Regions from separate parts of the Capra hircus genome. Here region 1 is linked to region 2. A link is a contact called in public Hi-C data. All regions are on one chromosome and are shown on one strand. Each heading gives the region's core, a stretch centred on a gene start, on an enhancer-like site or on the middle of the called end of the contact. The rest is flanking DNA. Distances are from core to core; before and after follow the strand shown. Region 1 has its middle 40 kb from the start of FAM136A. Region 2 has its middle 80 kb from the start of TGFA.

The links. A called contact is a pair of places that touch in the nucleus more often than the background predicts.
Region 1: a Hi-C map of blood shows a contact between it and region 2, with 4 times the contacts expected there. The contact joins two enhancer-like sites. A contact is called at or near these places in 2 of 5 Hi-C or Micro-C datasets (blood and liver).

The regions. Positions count from the first base shown.
Region 1 is chr11:13,972,950-13,977,699 of ARS1.2, reverse strand. It overlaps the pseudogene LOC102189407. Among named protein-coding and RNA genes, the nearest start is that of FAM136A, 40 kb to the left of the region's middle. Within about 2 kb of position 1,874, at least 1 of the 5 cell types and tissues checked has an H3K27ac peak or open chromatin away from gene starts, as enhancers often do.
Region 2 is chr11:13,654,857-13,659,124 of ARS1.2, reverse strand. No RefSeq gene overlaps it. Among named protein-coding and RNA genes, the nearest start is that of TGFA, 80 kb to the left of the region's middle. Within about 2 kb of position 2,069, at least 2 of the 5 cell types and tissues checked have an H3K27ac peak or open chromatin away from gene starts, as enhancers often do.

The DNA of each region.
Region 1 (4,750 bases), core at 625-3,124, 320 kb before region 2:
GAGCATTTTAGAACTGGTCAGTTTGAATAGTTTCAGTGGGCTTTAAGGTTGGTTCCAAGTCACTGGAGCAGGCTGGGTACCCCTATCAAACTTGTAAGACCTGGTCATCCAGAAGTGAGCGCCAGGGAACCCTTTGCTGCTTATCAATCCAAATCTGCACTTATTCAGTGCAGGGGATGGACAATTTTGGGGGTACCTGGCCTAGAGGATTAAGGCATAGAAATATTGCCTCCAGGTCAAGGAGATGTGACCTGGCTCCAGAACATTTAGTTTGCATCCTGGCTGGATCCTTTGCTATCCTCAGATATGCAAATAACACTACCCTAATGGCATAAAACGAAGAGGAACTAAAGAGCCTCTTGATGAAGGTGAAAGAGGAGAGTGAAAAAAAAAAAAAAAAAGATCATGGTATCCAGTCCCATCACTTCATGGCAAATAGATGGAGAAACAATGCAAACAGTGACAGACAATTTTTCTTGGGCTCCCAAATCACTGTGGACAGTGACTGCAACCATGAAATGAAAAGACACTTTCTTCTTGGAAGAAAAGCTATGGCAAACCTAGACAATGTATTGTAAAGCAGAGACAGTACTTTGCCAACAAAGGTCCATCTAGTTAAAGCTATGGTTTTTCCAATAGTATGTACGGATGTGAAAGCTGGACCTGAAGAAGGCTGAGTATCGAAGAATTGATGCTTTCGAACTGTGGTGCTGGAGAAGACTCTTCAGAGTCCCTTGGACAGCAAGGAGATCCAACCACTCTATCCTAAAGGAAATCAGTCCTGAATATTCATTGGAAGGACTGATGCTGAAGTTAAAGCTCCAGTACTTTGTCCACCTGATGTGAAGAGCCAACTCATTAGAAAAGACCCTGATGCTGGGAAGGACTGAAGGCAGGAGGAAAAGGGGCCAACAGAGGATGAGATGGTTGGATGGCATCATTGACTCAATGGACATGAGTTTGAGTAAACTCAAGGAGATGGTGAAGGACAGGGAAGCCTAGCGTGCTGCAGTCGATGGAGTCACAGATTCAAACACAACTTAGCAACTGAACAACAATGAAAGGAGGGGCTGTCTTTCCATGTGGTCTCTCTACATGGGCTAGTTTGTGCTTCCTCACAGCATGGCAGCTTGAGGGTACTTGAATTGGTTACATGTGGCTAAGGGCTCTAAAGCTGAAAACAAGAAAAACGGTAGCCTAGCTTTGCATCTAGCATGACTTCCTCCATAATCGCAATAGAATATATTGATATTCTTCTCCAATAGAAGAAAATATAATATAAAAACCACCTCTTTTAAAAAAATATTTATTTATGCACTGAGTCTTCATTGCAGTGCAAGGGCTCAGTAATTGCAGTGTGCTTAGTTACCACGCCACATGTGCGGTTTTAGTTCCCCGACCAGGGATAGAACTTGCATCTCTTGAATTGGAAAGCAGATTCTTAACTACTGGACCACCAGTGAAGTCCCTAAATCCATCAAGATGGAGTTTTGGTGTTGGGTGGAGTGCCATATTGTAGGCAGAGTAGTTGAGATGGGAGACACTGCCGTCTGTGGAAAATGCAATCTCCCACACCCTCCTAGAGGGTACCATTGCAGTTTGGACAATCGTCCTCTAGAGGGCACTCTTATGATATGACATTGGCTCCATTTCACTATGAGAAATAGGGCGGAGAGATGGGTGGGGTGATGGAAAGAGAGAAAAAGGAATTTGGGTGTTGGCTAAGGTGGAGCAGCTCATCCTTTCTGAACTGGTCATTCTTTCTGTTGCATAGAGCATGCTGGCAGGGATGTGTGTATGCGTGTGTGTGGTCATGTGGCTATCGTAGGACGAGGAGGGCTGGTGACAACTTTAGGGCTTTATGCCTGTGTGCGCTCCCCATTCCCCACCCCTTTGCCTAGCAGAAGGCCTTGTACAGGGATCTGCTGCGACAGCTAGGCATAAAGTGCCTGTGGGTCACCAGGCAGAAGCAAGTTTTCCCAAGCTTTGGGAAAGGAGAGTGCCACCCGTAGCGCCTCCATGGAACCTGCAATTCCCAATAAACTGTGCCTGGCTCCATGCCTGCAGTGCTCAGAGACTGGGATGGTGGTTATTTGGGAGAATATGGAAGGTAAGTTAGTAAATGAGCCTGTCCAGGAAGTGTGTATACAGTGAGAAGAGACTAAAGGTGATCTATAGCCTGATACAGGAGGAAAACCTGGTGAGAATGGTGGCAGGGGCTGGGATAGAGTTTTCAGGAAGAGGGAGTGGGCCTGAGGGTCAAGTATGGCAGCAAAATCGAGACTGAAGACACCATCAGATTTGGCAACATGGAGGTTGTTAGTGACTTTTATGACGTTTTGGGGAAGCCAGCTGGGCAGAGTATTACAGGAGTTTAGTAGTGATGGGAGGAAGGAGTAAAAGGGTGGAAACTGGAGAGGTGGACAGGTCCAAGAACTGTTTTTTAAAAATCTTGGCCACAACTAAACACGTGGAAGGGAAGGAAAGGAAACAGGGGAAGGGAAACCAGACTAAAGAGGAGTAAATGATACATCCTGGTCCAGAGAGGAGTGGAGTCTAATGCTCAGACCAAGCCATGAGGCTTGGAAGGTGGCCAATTTTTAAGGAACTTGAAACAAAGAAGAGGTTGAGGTTTAGGGAGAAGGGGTGATGAGCTGAGCTAGTTCAAGTTGCCTCTGCTTCCAGAGTGAGAAGTGAGAAGGGGTAAATGGCTTGAGAAGAATTCATCAGCCTGTTGGGGAGGAATGAAAATCTGTTTAGTTTCAGCTCACACATATTTAGGACCTATTCTGTATAAAGTGTTTTCAATGAAATTGCTTTATCCTTTTCCAACAGTGTGTGAAATAGGAAGTATCCCTATTTGCAGGCTCTAACCTCTTCCTTAGTCAGACACGACTAAGCGACTTCACTTTCACTTTTCACTTTCATGCATTGGGGAAGGAAATGGCAGCCCACTCTGGTGTTCTTGTCTGGAGAATCCCAGGGATGGGGGAGCCTGGTGGGCTGCCGTCTATAGGGTCGCACAGAGTCGGACACGACTGAAGCGACTTAGCAGCAGCAGCAGCAACCTCTTCCTTGGTGAGTTTCTTGCTTCATCTAAGCTTGAAAGGAGTATGGCCATGAGGAAAAGAGGGGTGTGCTGGTTCCAGGTCAGTCCTGGAGCTCAGAGAACAAACCGTAGTCTTAAGTCATTTTCTAGTGTTCTCTTTCCTTGATTTTCTTCATTTTTTCTTCCTCTTCTCTCCTCCTCAGGTTGCTTTCAGGAACTTCAAAGTCTTCTGTGTCTGAAGACCAGTTTACCTGCTAAGAGCATCCTTTTTAATAAAATAACCAACAACTGGGAGTATTCTGTAGCTTTTACTATATATTTACATGTGGGGGGTGTGTATGTGTATGGGTGTCTGTGGTGGGGGTAGATTTTGGTGGCCTCTCTTATCTGATCCAAGAGCACCAAGCTTAGACCCAGCTCAGCTCTTCCTTGTCTTCCTCAGGACAAGCAGCTGAAAGAGCTCTGGGAACCGAAAAATACCAGCCTGCAGATGTCCCTGCCTGTAAGGAATACCCAACCAACCCTAGGGCCAAAGGATAGGGACAAGAAGCAGAGGACTACTTAGTGATTTCTGCTTTGCTCACCTCAGTCAATGGGCCTGTACTTTAGGAGTAGAGAGCTAAATGCTTAATGGGACTGTCTGGGCCATAGGCTGGCAGTGGCTGCCTCTCTCTATTGAAGGCCATGCTCTTGGACAGTTCTTTTTCGTATCTGTGGGTCTCTTTGGGTTACAGTGACCATTCCCCCATTCTTCTCCAGAACTAGAGATAGTAAGAGGGCCCCACAATTGCTTCACAGGATACAATGCAGGATTGTTGCTTTCCCTTAAGCTTGTCCATGTTGCTGTAACTCAACACTTTATCTCAGTCAGTTCAGTTCAGTCGCTCAGTACTGTTAGACTCTTCACAACCCTATGGACTGCAGCACACCAGGCTTCCCTGTCCATCACCAACTCCTGGAGCTTGCTCAAACTCATGTCCATCGAGTCGGTGATGCCATTCAACCATCTCATCCTTTGTTGTCCCCTTCTCCTCCTGCCTTCAATCTTTCCCAGCATCAGGGTCTTTTCCAATGAGTCAGTACTTTGCATCAGGTAGCCAAAGTATTGGAGTTTCAGCTTTAGCATCAGTCCATCCAATGAATGTTCTGGGTTGATTTCCTTTCGGATTGACTAGTTTGATCTCCTTGTAGTCCAAGGGACTCTCAAGAGTCTTCTCCAACACCACAGTTCAGAAACATCAATTCTTTGATGCTCAGCTTTCTTCACAGTCCAACTCTCACATCCATACATGACCACTGGAAAACCCATAGCTTTGATTAGACGGACCTTTGTCAGCAAAGTAATGTCTCTGCTTTTAAATATGCTGTCTAGGTTTGTCATAGCTTTTCTTCCAAGGAGCAAGCATCTTTTAATTTCATGGTTTCAGTCACCAACTGCAGTGATTTTGGAGCCCCCCAAAATAAAGCCTCTTGATCTCATTCTCCTCAATTAATTCGCTGCTGGGTGTGCCCTTTCTTTTCCCCTCACTCTTTCTTGAGTCCTTTGTGCCCTGGTTGTAGTTTTATGAAAGTCTTGCCCAGCTTTAGGAGTCCCAGTGGGCCTTTCAGATGTTGCTTCCCTGAGGCCCTTCCTTGAGGAACTTGGGGCTGTGAGGGTAGAAGAAGGAGGCTTTGTAAGCAATCATGCAGGCCCCTCATTCT
Region 2 (4,268 bases), core at 820-3,319:
ATGGAGACATGCACAGTGTGTGCCAACCACCTCACAACTCTGGCAAGATTTGGGCATCCAGATGTTACAGAAGCCCTGAGAATCTTTAAGCTATCTCCATATTCTGCTGGTGATTCAGGAAACCTATAGGAGATATTGCCAAAGGCTCTGGAAACCCTTAACATATTTGCAGATACCAGCTGCTTCAGCTAAAGGCTCTAATCCTGTATTAACCGAAGTCTGGTGACTCAGCTTGTGACGAGTTCATTAATATGGGGTTCTGCTCTGCCTTAGGAGAGTAAGGAAAGCAATGAAACAGGTGAAAGGAAGCCAACAGCTTCAGGTGACATCTCGTATCCCAGTTTGGCAGCCCTTGCTGAGTATCCAGTGGGGGTCAGAATTCCCCTTAGTTCATTAATTAAAGTTGGAGGGATCCTCACAGAGTTCTTTCTTGGGGGAGGAGCCAGGTGTGAGCTGTACATGGCTTGCTACATCCTGAGTTCAAGCTACTCGTCTGGAGTATGCATGCATGCTAAGTCGCTTCAGTCATGTCCAACTCTGTGGGACTCTATGGACTGTAGCCCACCAGGCTCCTCTGTCCACAGGCTTCTCCAGGCAAGAATACTGGAGTGGGTTGCCACGCCCTCCTCCAGGGAATCTTCCCAACCCAGGGATCGAAACTGTTTCTCTTACGTCTCCCGCTTTGGCAGGCGGGTGCTTTACCACTAGCACTGCCTGGGAAGCCCCGCTCATCTGGAATGAACCCCCTTTGAGAATATTCTACTAACTCAGAGGAATGGACTCATTAACCTTGCTCTCAGACGCCGGGTCCATCTGGACAGGTCAGCCTGACGTCACACCTGGAAGCAGACAGTAAAGCCCAGGGTGTTTTGCAGGTGCTCCGGGTTTGCAATTACAGTGTGTGTCTCAGGGTAGACAGACCTGAAGTGCTGAACCCGATACTCGGCAGCGCTCACTCCCAACAGCAGACTGGCCTCTGGGCCGGGGAGATGGTTCACCTCCTTGTCTGTGAAACTGGCCCAGTGTGCATGTAAGCCACAGCCCCCAGGCTGGGCAGAACATAAATGGTTTGCCTTGGGCACAGGGTCCTGGAATGTCTGGCAGGGAGGGGCAGGGGTAGGATGGGGGGTGCTCCTTGCTAAGGCCACCTGTGCTATTCCGTTTTTGAAAATGGAAAACTAAGAAAATGAGCCCTTTACTCCTCACAGAGCCTGAGTATTTCCCACACTTGAGCCTACCAAGTTCCATGGGCCAGAGCCTGGGTCCGCCCATGATGGAAACACAAAGCCTCTCTCTTCGGAGAGGACATTAAATGATGGTGGGGATTATACTTACAGTGTCATAGTTACTCTAAATGATCAGGCTAAGCCTGTGCATCAGTGAAGATCTTGAAGATCACATTTTCTCAAACTAGTATTAGGAGACGGGGAGCTGACAGTTTAAAGGTATCAATGGGACAAGCAGGCACAAGACACAGAACCATCCTGGTAGGTTTTGATGCTGTAGCTGCTGGTGAAGGAAGAGGTATCCATGTCTGCTGAAAGGTGATGACTTGCTGAAGTCTGGGGAAATGGGTACGGAGTCTTGAAAGTGTTTGCAGAATTCTAAATCCAGTCCCAGCTTGATGCTAACCTTCAATAAGTCATAGAGCGACTTAGGGCATCTGTTTTCCACATCTTGGAGAAGGGCTTGATGATACCTCCTACTTGGGTGTGCACTGAAGTATTTAATTAATGTTTGCAAATCACCTTGAGATGCAGTTGTAGGGCCCACAGCCAAAAAAAAAGCCGGCTTGTTTATTTTGGCAGTAAAAAAGTTAAGTGCTCTTTACTAATTAACACCCTATTAGTATAACAGTGAAGTCCAGGAAGAGTTACTCAAGATCATGTTTATTTTTATCTCTCTGCTTAGGTTGGTTTCCAAGCTAAGGAAATCTGAACTTAATGGTGTGAAGCAATGATTTACTGAAACCTCCCCTTCAAGCCAAACTCAACCAACAGAGAAATATGCGAAGATGTGTGCATGCCAGGAAAAGCCAGTTAAACAGGTGCCTGTTGGGGAAATATTATAACCAGAAACCCCAGCAAATGTTTCCCGCACTGAAACTCACCTGGACTCAGGAACACACTTCCTGTGAAGAGTGTAGGCACAATGAGAGTGCCCTCTGCTGGCAGTAAGGAGTACTTCCCATGATTTGTCTGCAAACATGAAAGTGTGCCATGTAAGTTGCTTTAGTCATGTCTGACTCTTTGCGACCCTATGGACTGTAGTCTGCCAGGCTCCTCTGTCCATGGGATTCTCTAGGCCAACATGTAAGAGCCTACAGAAATAGAATTTGAGAGAATTCAGTTCAGTTCAGTCGCTCAGTCATGTCCGACTCTTTGCGACCCCATGAATTGCAGCACACCAGGCCTCCCTGTCCATCACTAACTCCCGGAGTTCACCCAAACTCACGTCCATCGAGTCGGTGATGCCATCCAGCCATCTCATCCTCTGTCGTCCCATTTTGAGAGAATTAGTAAAGTTTAAAGGAAGCTTGGGCTTCCCAGGTGGCAGTAGTGGTAAAGAACCCTCCTGCCAACGCAGGAGACGTAAGAGATGTGGGTTTCATCCCTGGGTCAGGAAGATCCCCTGGAGAAGGAAACCCACTCCAGTATTCTTGCCTGAGAAATCCCATGGATAGAGGAGCCTGGCAGGCTACAGTCCATGGGGTTGCAAAAGAGTCGGCAACGACTGAAGTGACTTAGCATACATGAAAAGAAGCTTATTAGGCCCACTTCCATTTTTATAAATGGCAATAAAGTCCAGCATACTCATTATAAGAAAGTAAAATTACTACACAAATACAGGCCTCTGTTATATAGCATACCTGGAAAAGTTTAGAAGGAAGCAGAGGTTGCTATTTGAGGCAGAGAGGGTAAGTTGATGATAAAGGAGTGGGGGTGGGGGAAATACTGGAGTGATTCCCTTGAGTAGATGAGAGAGGGTGGGATCTGATGGATAATTAGGGGTATGGGTCTGCTGGGGTCATGAATTTTCACACTCTTTTCACACTAGAGGGAGGGCGGACTGCAAACAGGTAGGTAAGTAAGTATTACAGTGAAATTTGGTGGAGAGGTTCTTTTGATTTTATCACTGAAATGGGAAGCAAATTCATCAATGGAGAGTGAGTTTGCTGGAGGAGAAGGGGAGAAGTTTGAAACAGTCATCCAGGAAAGTGAGAGAATGATTCCACCAGCCAGACAAAGCCAGACTGCTCAGCAGTGGTGAAGAGGGTGCTGCCAGGAGTTTAAGGGGCACTCAGGAGAGAGGCCACTTCCACTTACGGTGCAGAAAATTACAAATGTCACCCACCCTAATCTGCTGCACGATCACAATTTTTTTCTAAACCATCAGAAATCTGAGGTCACAAGGAAGCAAACTACAGGAACTGCAAGGGGGAATAAAAGGCCTTTTGAGGAGAGATGGCTCTCACTAACTGTGTTACCTAACGGTAGGCCATGGGAGGAGGTGGCCAGCAGGTACCAGTGGGGAAGAAGAAGTGAGCCTAAGTTTTAACTAGCAGCTTAGCGTGGGTGACAGTGTCTGTTCAAAACAGCTGGGTGCTGCAGACGTAGGGAGAGTTTGCTCTCACTCACGAACTTTCCCCATAGGCCTCCAGTGGGTACTCCTCAGAGAGATGGAAGACAGGCAGGAGATGGTACAGAGCCCCTCTCCGTGCTGCAGGCACACCGAGTACCACCAATGGCTATGTGTGGACAGGTCCCCACATTGCTCTCCTGAACAAGAGGATAAGAGTCAGCGAGTAGTGCAGAAGAAACATTTAGATAGAGAAGAAGAGATACTGGGAAATCACTGCATAAAGAAATGAAGTACATCAAACCACAGATCCAAAACACCCGGAGAACCAAGAAGGATAAATACGAAACAAAACCAGTATCACCTAGACACCTCTTAATTTAACTGACTATGAGGTGAAAACCAGTGTTACAGAGAGAAGCTTAAAGGCAATCTGTGGAGTTGGGGCTGGGTGAAGGGGAGGCCCAGAGGGAGAAGAAAGGCACATAATATTCAAAGAACAAAGAGAAAATTATAATGGACTGTCATCAGGAACTATGCAAGCAGAAAACAATGAAGCAGCATCTTTAAAATACTGAAAGAGCTATTGATCCAGAATTCTACACCTGCTGAAAATGTCCTTCAAAGGTGAAGGCAAAATAAACACTTTCCCAGAAAGACAACAGCTGAGAGAAATCAATGACCACAGA